2 separate regions of the Podarcis muralis genome follow, and region 2 is linked to region 1. The links are chromatin contacts, called in public Hi-C maps. All regions are on one chromosome and are shown on one strand. Each heading gives the region's core, a stretch centred on a gene start, on an enhancer-like site or on the middle of the called end of the contact. The rest is flanking DNA. Distances are from core to core; before and after follow the strand shown.

Region 1 (3,802 bases), core at 636-3,135:
TAATATACAGCTGAGTAAGTATTAGTACTCCTAATGTGCTGGGGAAATAGGTTTTCTCTGAGGAAATAATAGGATAATAAGCAGAATCTGCTTGGTCAGCTGGCCTGTTTTCCCCTCACTGTATAAGCAGTTTCTTTGTGGCATAAACTGCAAGCCGCAGTGTGCTAACCCCTTCATTGAGTGGTGCCCAGCGAAGCGGGTGGCAGTGGAGCTGCTAAACTACATGTACAGGGTTATGTAAACTGTGTCAGCATTCGTAGACAGGAAAACCGGAGCAACGTTGATCACAAATACAGTACTGACTTGGCGATCAGAGTTTTGCTGTAATGAATGCAGGGGGGGAACAGATTAAAATGTGTGGCTGTTAGGGTTATAGCGAGTGACTTCTTTTTAAAAAAGTAGCATAAATACCAGAAACTAAGACTTGTGTATATATTATTTTTAATTGCATTTAGCTAAGGAGCTGAAGGTGGAATACATGGTTTTCCCTGCCTCATTTAATCCCTACAAGAACCCTTGGTTAGGCCAAGAGGTGGTGGTGATTGGCCCAGGATCACACACCCTGAGCTTAATGGCCAAGTGGGGATTTGACCCCTTGCCTCCTAGGTCCTAGTCCAATAATATAACCCAGGGTTTCCCAGACTTGGGTCTCCAGCTGTTTTTGGACTACAATTCCCATCATCTCTGACCACTGGTCCTGCTAGCTAGGGATGATGGGAGCTGTAGTCCAAAAACAGCTGGAGACCCAAGTTTGGGAAGCACTGGTCTAACCACTACCACAAACAGGATATACATTCTAATAGGCTTGCAGAACATAAGCTGCTCTATTAATTACTGTGGCACTAGCTGGCCAAGGAGCTGAACTCTTAGCACCAGCTTTGCTAGGATCCAATGAAACCTTCCCCAACTTGGTGTCCCCCATATTTTGGACTACAATTCCCATCATTCCTGACCTCTGGGGCTGATGGGAGTTCAAGTCCAAGATCTGGAGAGCCGCAGGTGCCTCATTCCTGGCTTAATTGCCATTTTTTTCAGTCCCCAGTGTTAAGACTGGCCTCAAGCTTTTGACCTTCAGGCATCTATAATAGTAGGTGGGCCTTTGTAGCTATTTAATTTTTATTTTTGGTTAGCCAGAGACCTTGATGATAATATTTTTATATGCTTATAAACTACTTTAAGTTTTAATATTGTACACTGCCGATATTTTATGATATGGTGGTCTATAAAATATTTTTATAAATAAATAGCTTGCATGGGTGTAGCCAGGATTTATGTTGTGGGGGGGGCAGAACCTCAGTTATTTATTTACTTGGATTTAGGGGGGTGCAGCTGCCCTCCTCTGCCCCCCTTGGCCACATCCATGCAACCCTGATAAAAATAAAGAGTTCTGGCATACTCAAAATCTTGCTCACAAGCTTTCATTTTGGTCGGTGAAAATGGAGAGGTTTTTGGAGTTATTTCCTCCCCCCCAAAAAATAAAAGTGGCAGTGTAAGGTTTAGCTATGGATGCTACGCTAACCTACCTCTGCTGAGCTTATTTGGAAACACAGGAAATCAATCACTGATCCATGATCTAGCTCAGTACTGCCTACACTGACTGGCAGCAGCTCCCCAGCGTTTCAGCCAAAATCCTCTCCCCGGTTCACCCTGGAGGGATTTATAAGGCTGCGCCTTATTTTTCCGCCATCCAAACAAACCCGCGCTCATCCCCCTCCACTGAATGCGGCAGCCTCCGGAGCCAGAGAGCCCGTACTGCGCATGTGCCGCGGGGCCCTCCCTCCCTCTCGCCCAAGGGAGAGAGAAAAGCACCGGCGAGCCCAAGCCATTTCCCTTGGAGGGCGGGGAAGAGATAGGCGCATGCGCGGCTGCCGGCTGCCTCGCTCGCTCTGCTCCGGCGCTCCGGCCTTTCTGAGGGGAGCATGGCGGCGCATGCGCAGTGAGGCAGAAGGAGCCTCGTCGGCTCTCCCCCTTCAGCCGCAAGGCGGGAGGAGGAGGAGGCGCCGTTAACGACTCCCGTGTTATTTGCCTTGTTATTCCTGTTATTTATTCTCCCACCACTTGCCCCCCGGCTTCGCCCCTCCTATTTCGCCTGAGAGGAAAATGGCTGGTCACCGGGCGGTTGCGGCGTGAGGTGCCTAAAAACCGGCCACCCCCTCCCTCCACATTGCAGTGTGTTTTATTAATACATACATTCATTCATACATATAATATAATATTTTTCTTTTCCCTCAGGTGACGGCGCCGGAGGCCTCTCTCGCTTCCTTTCCCTCCCACCCCTCCGCTCGCTTGAGGGGGAGACGCTGTTTGAGTCATGGACGAGCAAAGTGTTGAGGTAAAAAAATATAAAATAAACAGGCGGGGGATCCACCTGCTGAGGGGATGGAGGGGCCTTAAAAACCCCTCGCCCTCTCGCATCTCCCTCAGAAAGTGGGTCGGTGGGCTTAGTGGAGCCGGGACTCCTGGGTCCTCCTCCCCGCTCGGGTTGGGAGGGATGAACGCTAGGCTGGGCAGGACTCCTGGGTCCCTTCCTGGAGTGTGTGTGTGTATGTGTGTTGTTTTGCAGCCAGGACTCCTGGGTTCTTCTCTTATCACATATTAGTGAAAGGGGCAGCAATACTAGGCGGGGGTGGGGGCAGGACTCCTGGGTCCCTTCCTTGGGTCTCCTCTCCTAAGGGGTGCTTGTGTATATGTATATCTGTGAGTGTAATTTTGCAGCCAGGACTCCTGGGTTCTTCGCTATCATGGGTTTGTAGAGGGAATAGTAGTAGAGGAAGCCGCCGGAAGTGGCTGCAGAAGCCCAGCCAGATGGGCGGGCTATAAATAATAAAATTATTATTATTATTAGTTCAGAGGGCAGGGCCTGGGACAGGAGGCCTGAGTCCCTTCCTTGGTTTCCATCCCCATATCTTCTTGCTCTATGTATGTGTTAAATTGGAATCAGGATTCCTGGGATTTCCTTCCTGCTCTTGGTCACTGGAGGGTTTTTTTGCGGGGGGGGGGGGGTCAGAACTCCAGAGTCCCTTCTTTGGTCTCCTTTCCTATGCCTTCCTAAAGTGTATGTATGTGTTAGTTAGTTTGGAGCTAAGCTTCCTGGCTTCTTTATTATCAGGGGTTAGTGGAGCGGGTGGCGACAGGAGTTAAGAGGTTAATATGGGGGCTAGGACTCCTGGGTCCTTCCCTTGGTCTCCTCTTCTTCGCCTTGCCTTCCTAAAGTGTGTTGGTGGGGCTACTTTGGAATCAAGATTTCTGAGTCCCTGCCCCATTTACTCACAGGCAAGTGAATTAATTTATTTCAGATAATTCTAAGCACCCTTCCAAAGGCTACAGCTTTCACAAGGTTGCTTTGCTGGGAGTTGGTGGTTGTTACGAAGTTGGTGTGTAGGGGTGGCATAATATTAGGACGCTTGAGCCTTTCTTTTGCAACTTCCATCACATGTATGTTTCTTGAGGGTGTTGCTGCTCTTCTTTGGGGGGGTCCCTTTTGGTTGGACCCCAAAGCAACTTCCTAACTGGGCAGGACCACCATTCTTTTTTCTTCTCCTCTGAGTGGGTGGGGGAATGTCCTGGAAGTCCTTACATCAAAGTTGCCCCCCCGACCAAGTTCTACATGGCGATTCCTAGCCTTCTCTGTTGATATATCATATTGTTGGCTTATTTTTGTTGTTGGAACACCACTTCTTCGTTGCATTTGTTTGTTTTATAAGCCAATCTGAATTTCCCTGAAAAGCAGCATGCAAATACGTTTAATAAAATGAAGTTAATAAATACTTCTCTTGGGGTGCTGCATTGGTTACCTTTTGAC
Region 2 (3,802 bases), core at 702-3,201, 170 kb after region 1:
CACAAAGCTTTGTGGGGTTTTTTAAAATTAAGACTTCTGAGAGCATTATTATATAAGGATATATCTATTATATAAGGAATGATAATGATGGATACCACAAAGCTTTTTTAAAAAAAACACAACCCTGAATACTTATATTACCATATTTAATAATGCTTTCCAAGTCTTCATTTTTGAAGCTCTGTGGTTATTGTTTGTATTAATATGTATAGATACCACACAAAGTGTTTTTGTTTTTTTTAAATTAAGATTTGTAAAGCATTAAATAAGGATACAACACCACACAAATAGATAATTACTAAATAGATCATTAATATCACATAAAGCTTTTTAATTAACACTTGAGAAGCCTTTACTACTAATCAACAATGGGAGCTATTGATTGCTAGCCACACTCCTGAGCAGATCCAACAGTATCACCCCAAAGTCCTTTGATTTTAATGAGTGTTAACTCAAAATTACTAACACTGGATATCCAACCATTGATGTCAACGGGTCTAATATTAATTATAACTAAAGGCGGATATCAAATATCGGGGTCCATGTCTCTACTCCTTACAGTTGCGACGTTAAGGTGGGTGGATTGGAAGCAATTGATTTCAATAGGTCTACTCTCCATTACGATTCAAGGCGGACATCAAACAGCTGGTTCCAATAGGCCTACTCTCAACTATGACTCAGGCTGGGATATATTATCATGTTATCGTTTTTTATTAGGAGGAGGAACAGGGCCGGATTTAGGTTTCATGAGGCCCTAAGCTGCTGAAGGTAATGGGGCCCTTTATATGTCCAGCTGTCCTTTGTCAACAACAAATCGCTGCTGTTTTTTGTTTCGAAGATATGCTGTATGGTAATTTATGGACCTAATAGGTATCTAAAGCCATTTGCACATAACAAAATATGTACATCATAGGAGCCTACACAACACAAAACGCTGTATTTTACATTGTTGTGACCTGCCCTGCAACCTCATGGTGAAGGGCAGGTATTATTATTATTATTATTATTATTATTATTATTATTATTATTATTATTATTATTATATCGTAGGCCCCAATTCACAGAGGGCACCTACAAGGCACACTGGCAGTAATGCAGAATTCACCCAACACCCTAGAATAATATTTCTGTGAAGAATAAGTGATGGTGGGCAAGTTGTCTTCCTGTCTGCTTGCTCACCATCATAGGGTTTTTTCACAGAACAGGGGTGCCAACATGAATAAAATGGGGGGCAGGTTTTTTATCTTATATTTTGGAAATGTACATCCACTTTTTTCCTTTAAATTTTTTGGGGGACCCAAGAGAGTGGGGCCCCAAGATATATATATATATATATATAAGTGGTACTCAGGATACAACTCAAGAAATCACTCAAGATATCCCTCAAGTAATTAAGAAACAAAAGAAGAAAAGGCACACTAGCCTGGGAACTTCCTCTCTGCCCAAGAACATTAGAGGCCACACCTCCTCAACAGTATTTATAGGAACTCAAACACTGAGATCCTGCTCTGTTCCAGTAACAAGAAGCCGAAAGCACCAGCCTGAAGATGACGAGTGAGACCTCGTCGAAACGTCGCCTAGACACCCCAACTTTTACACGGGAAGACACCCGAGGACACCAAAACCTGAGGAGAGGGCGCCTGGCACCTAAACCGAGACAAGGCTGGCTGAGGGGGAAATTAAAAAATTGGCGGGAAGCGTTTGCGCGGGAAAACGTCTTTCTCCTCAGCTACGGCGTTTTCTTCGCCGCCGCCGCCTCTTCGTCGGTACCTTTGCTGAGCTGACAGGGCCCGACCTCGACCACTTCTTGGGCTGTCTGGAAGCCGGCAGCCACTAACTTCTCCCGGAGACTCGGCGGCAAAGGGAAGCTGCCCACGTCCCTCGGCTCCATGATGGAGGAGGAGGAGGAGAAGGCGGTCCTCCATTCCTCTCAGCCCGGCCCCCTTTTTGGAGCGGCATTTTTCTCCTCCCACAGGGGAAGAAGAAATACAGTAGTAGCTTCTGAGGAAAGGAGACCGGCAGAGGGTTGCAGCCCCGCTCCCTTACTGACTTTTGGCAGTACAGTATTATATATCCCATTGAAGTCAATGGGGCTAGCTCCTGGGGAGCCGTGTATAATACAGTCGCAACCCTGGGCAGGAAATCCCATTTGATTCAATGGGGGTTACTGCTGAGGAGACAAACATGGGGTCGCTACCCTGGCGCCCGCTTGCATTGGGAGTAAATCCCATTTAAGTCATAGTGTGGTTTACCACCCCGCACCATCTTAAAAAGGCAGTAAATCTCATTTAATTCAGTGGGACTTACTTCTGAGGAGACAAAGATGAAGCTGCAACTCTGACGCCTACTTACATAGCCACTTAATTCATAGGATTGCAACCCCACGCCGTCTTAAAAGGCAGTAAATCTCACTTGATTCAGTAGGGTTTACTTCTGAGGAGGCAAACATGGAGCTGCAACCCTGATGCCCACTAACGTAGGAGTAAATCCCATTTAATTCATGCAACCGTGTGCCCACTTAACATGGCAGTAAATCCTATTTATTTCAATGGCCCATTGTGGCCCAGTTACCTGCAGACAGGAGTAAATCCCATTTAATTCAACGGGGCTTCTGAGAAACACATAGGATTTCAGTCTTTTGCCCAAATACACTGCCGTAAATCCCATCAAATACACTGGATGCTACTCCTGAGGGGAAACGCACCCCAGTGCACACTTGTAAGGAGAAAATCCCATTAAATTCAATGGGGCTTCTGAAGAGACACATCTAGGATTTCTACCCTTTCCTCAATTACATGGGCATAAACCCCATTTAATTCAAAGGATCTTGAGTATAGGATTGTGCTGCACAGTGGCAATGCTGTGCCTATTTACAGTACATGGCAATAGGCCCCACTGAGCTCAATGGGACTTACGGTACTTAAGACCCATATAGGCTTCAGATACACAGTTTCCTGGTTTGGCTGTTCCCTGCACATATTGAGACTGTAGTCATGTCTATTTAGACCTCGATTTATTTAATTGGATCTACTCTTGGCCCCCTGAATTATCTCTGCAATACCGTGTTCTCTTATTTTTAACCCTGTGCTTTTTTTTGCCTGAAATTCCTCTGCAATCACCAAATGATGTGATGCATTTGAGAATACGTACAGGATTCTGAGGTTGGGGTATTAATAATATCTTAGAGGACTGGATCCCCTCCCAGGGTAATCTTATTTGACTTCTTATTGGCTTCTTTCTGGAAAAGAAGATCCCTGCTGCTAGATTAAGCAGCCACCTAGTTTAGTTTCCTGTTTCCAATAAGGAGTCAGTCAAACTGATGACTCTGGAGGGTATTGAGTGGTAGACTGCTCCTGAACCTGAATGCTTCCTTTACCTATCCTAAATAACTATTGGAAGACGTCCTTTCACCTGTCCACTTCCTAAAATTTAATCCAAAGCACCGAAATAGGTGCAAAAATTTAGACCTGGGCCTCTAGCTGCACACACGTTGGGCATTTTTTAATTGTAACCCAATAGAATGCATAAATATTACAGAGACACACAGATGGAATAATATAACACACACTGAATTTAATGATCATACAAAGTGAAATTACTTCCACCATTTACTGTAACTTAGTTAAGGTACATAAATATCCCACCCATCTGCACACTTCATGAATATTGCACACCACAGCTGTGCAATCTTATATTCCAACCCACTCAGGGTGCATAAATATTAACCACTCACACAGTGCATGAATACCACCCCCTTCGCGCAGTCATGCAATCTTTATTATAAACCAGTCAGGGTGCATAA

The links. A called contact is a pair of places that touch in the nucleus more often than the background predicts.
Region 2: a contact with region 1 is called in a Hi-C map of blood, with 4 times the contacts expected there. The contact joins the promoter of RAD51C here to the promoter of TRIM37 in region 1. A contact is called at or near these places in 2 of 3 Hi-C or Micro-C datasets (blood and tail).

Annotation. Positions count from the first base shown.
Region 1 is chr15:41,312,659-41,316,460 of rPodMur119.hap1.1, forward strand. TRIM37 (tripartite motif containing 37) reads left to right here and starts at 1,886. Exons shown (of 26, transcript XR_003703842.2): 1 at 1,886-2,131; 2 at 2,233-2,332.
Region 2 is chr15:41,486,426-41,490,227 of rPodMur119.hap1.1, forward strand. RAD51C (RAD51 paralog C) reads right to left here and starts at 1,952. Exons shown (of 8, transcript XM_028708904.2): 1 at 1,771-1,952. The coding sequence starts at 1,891.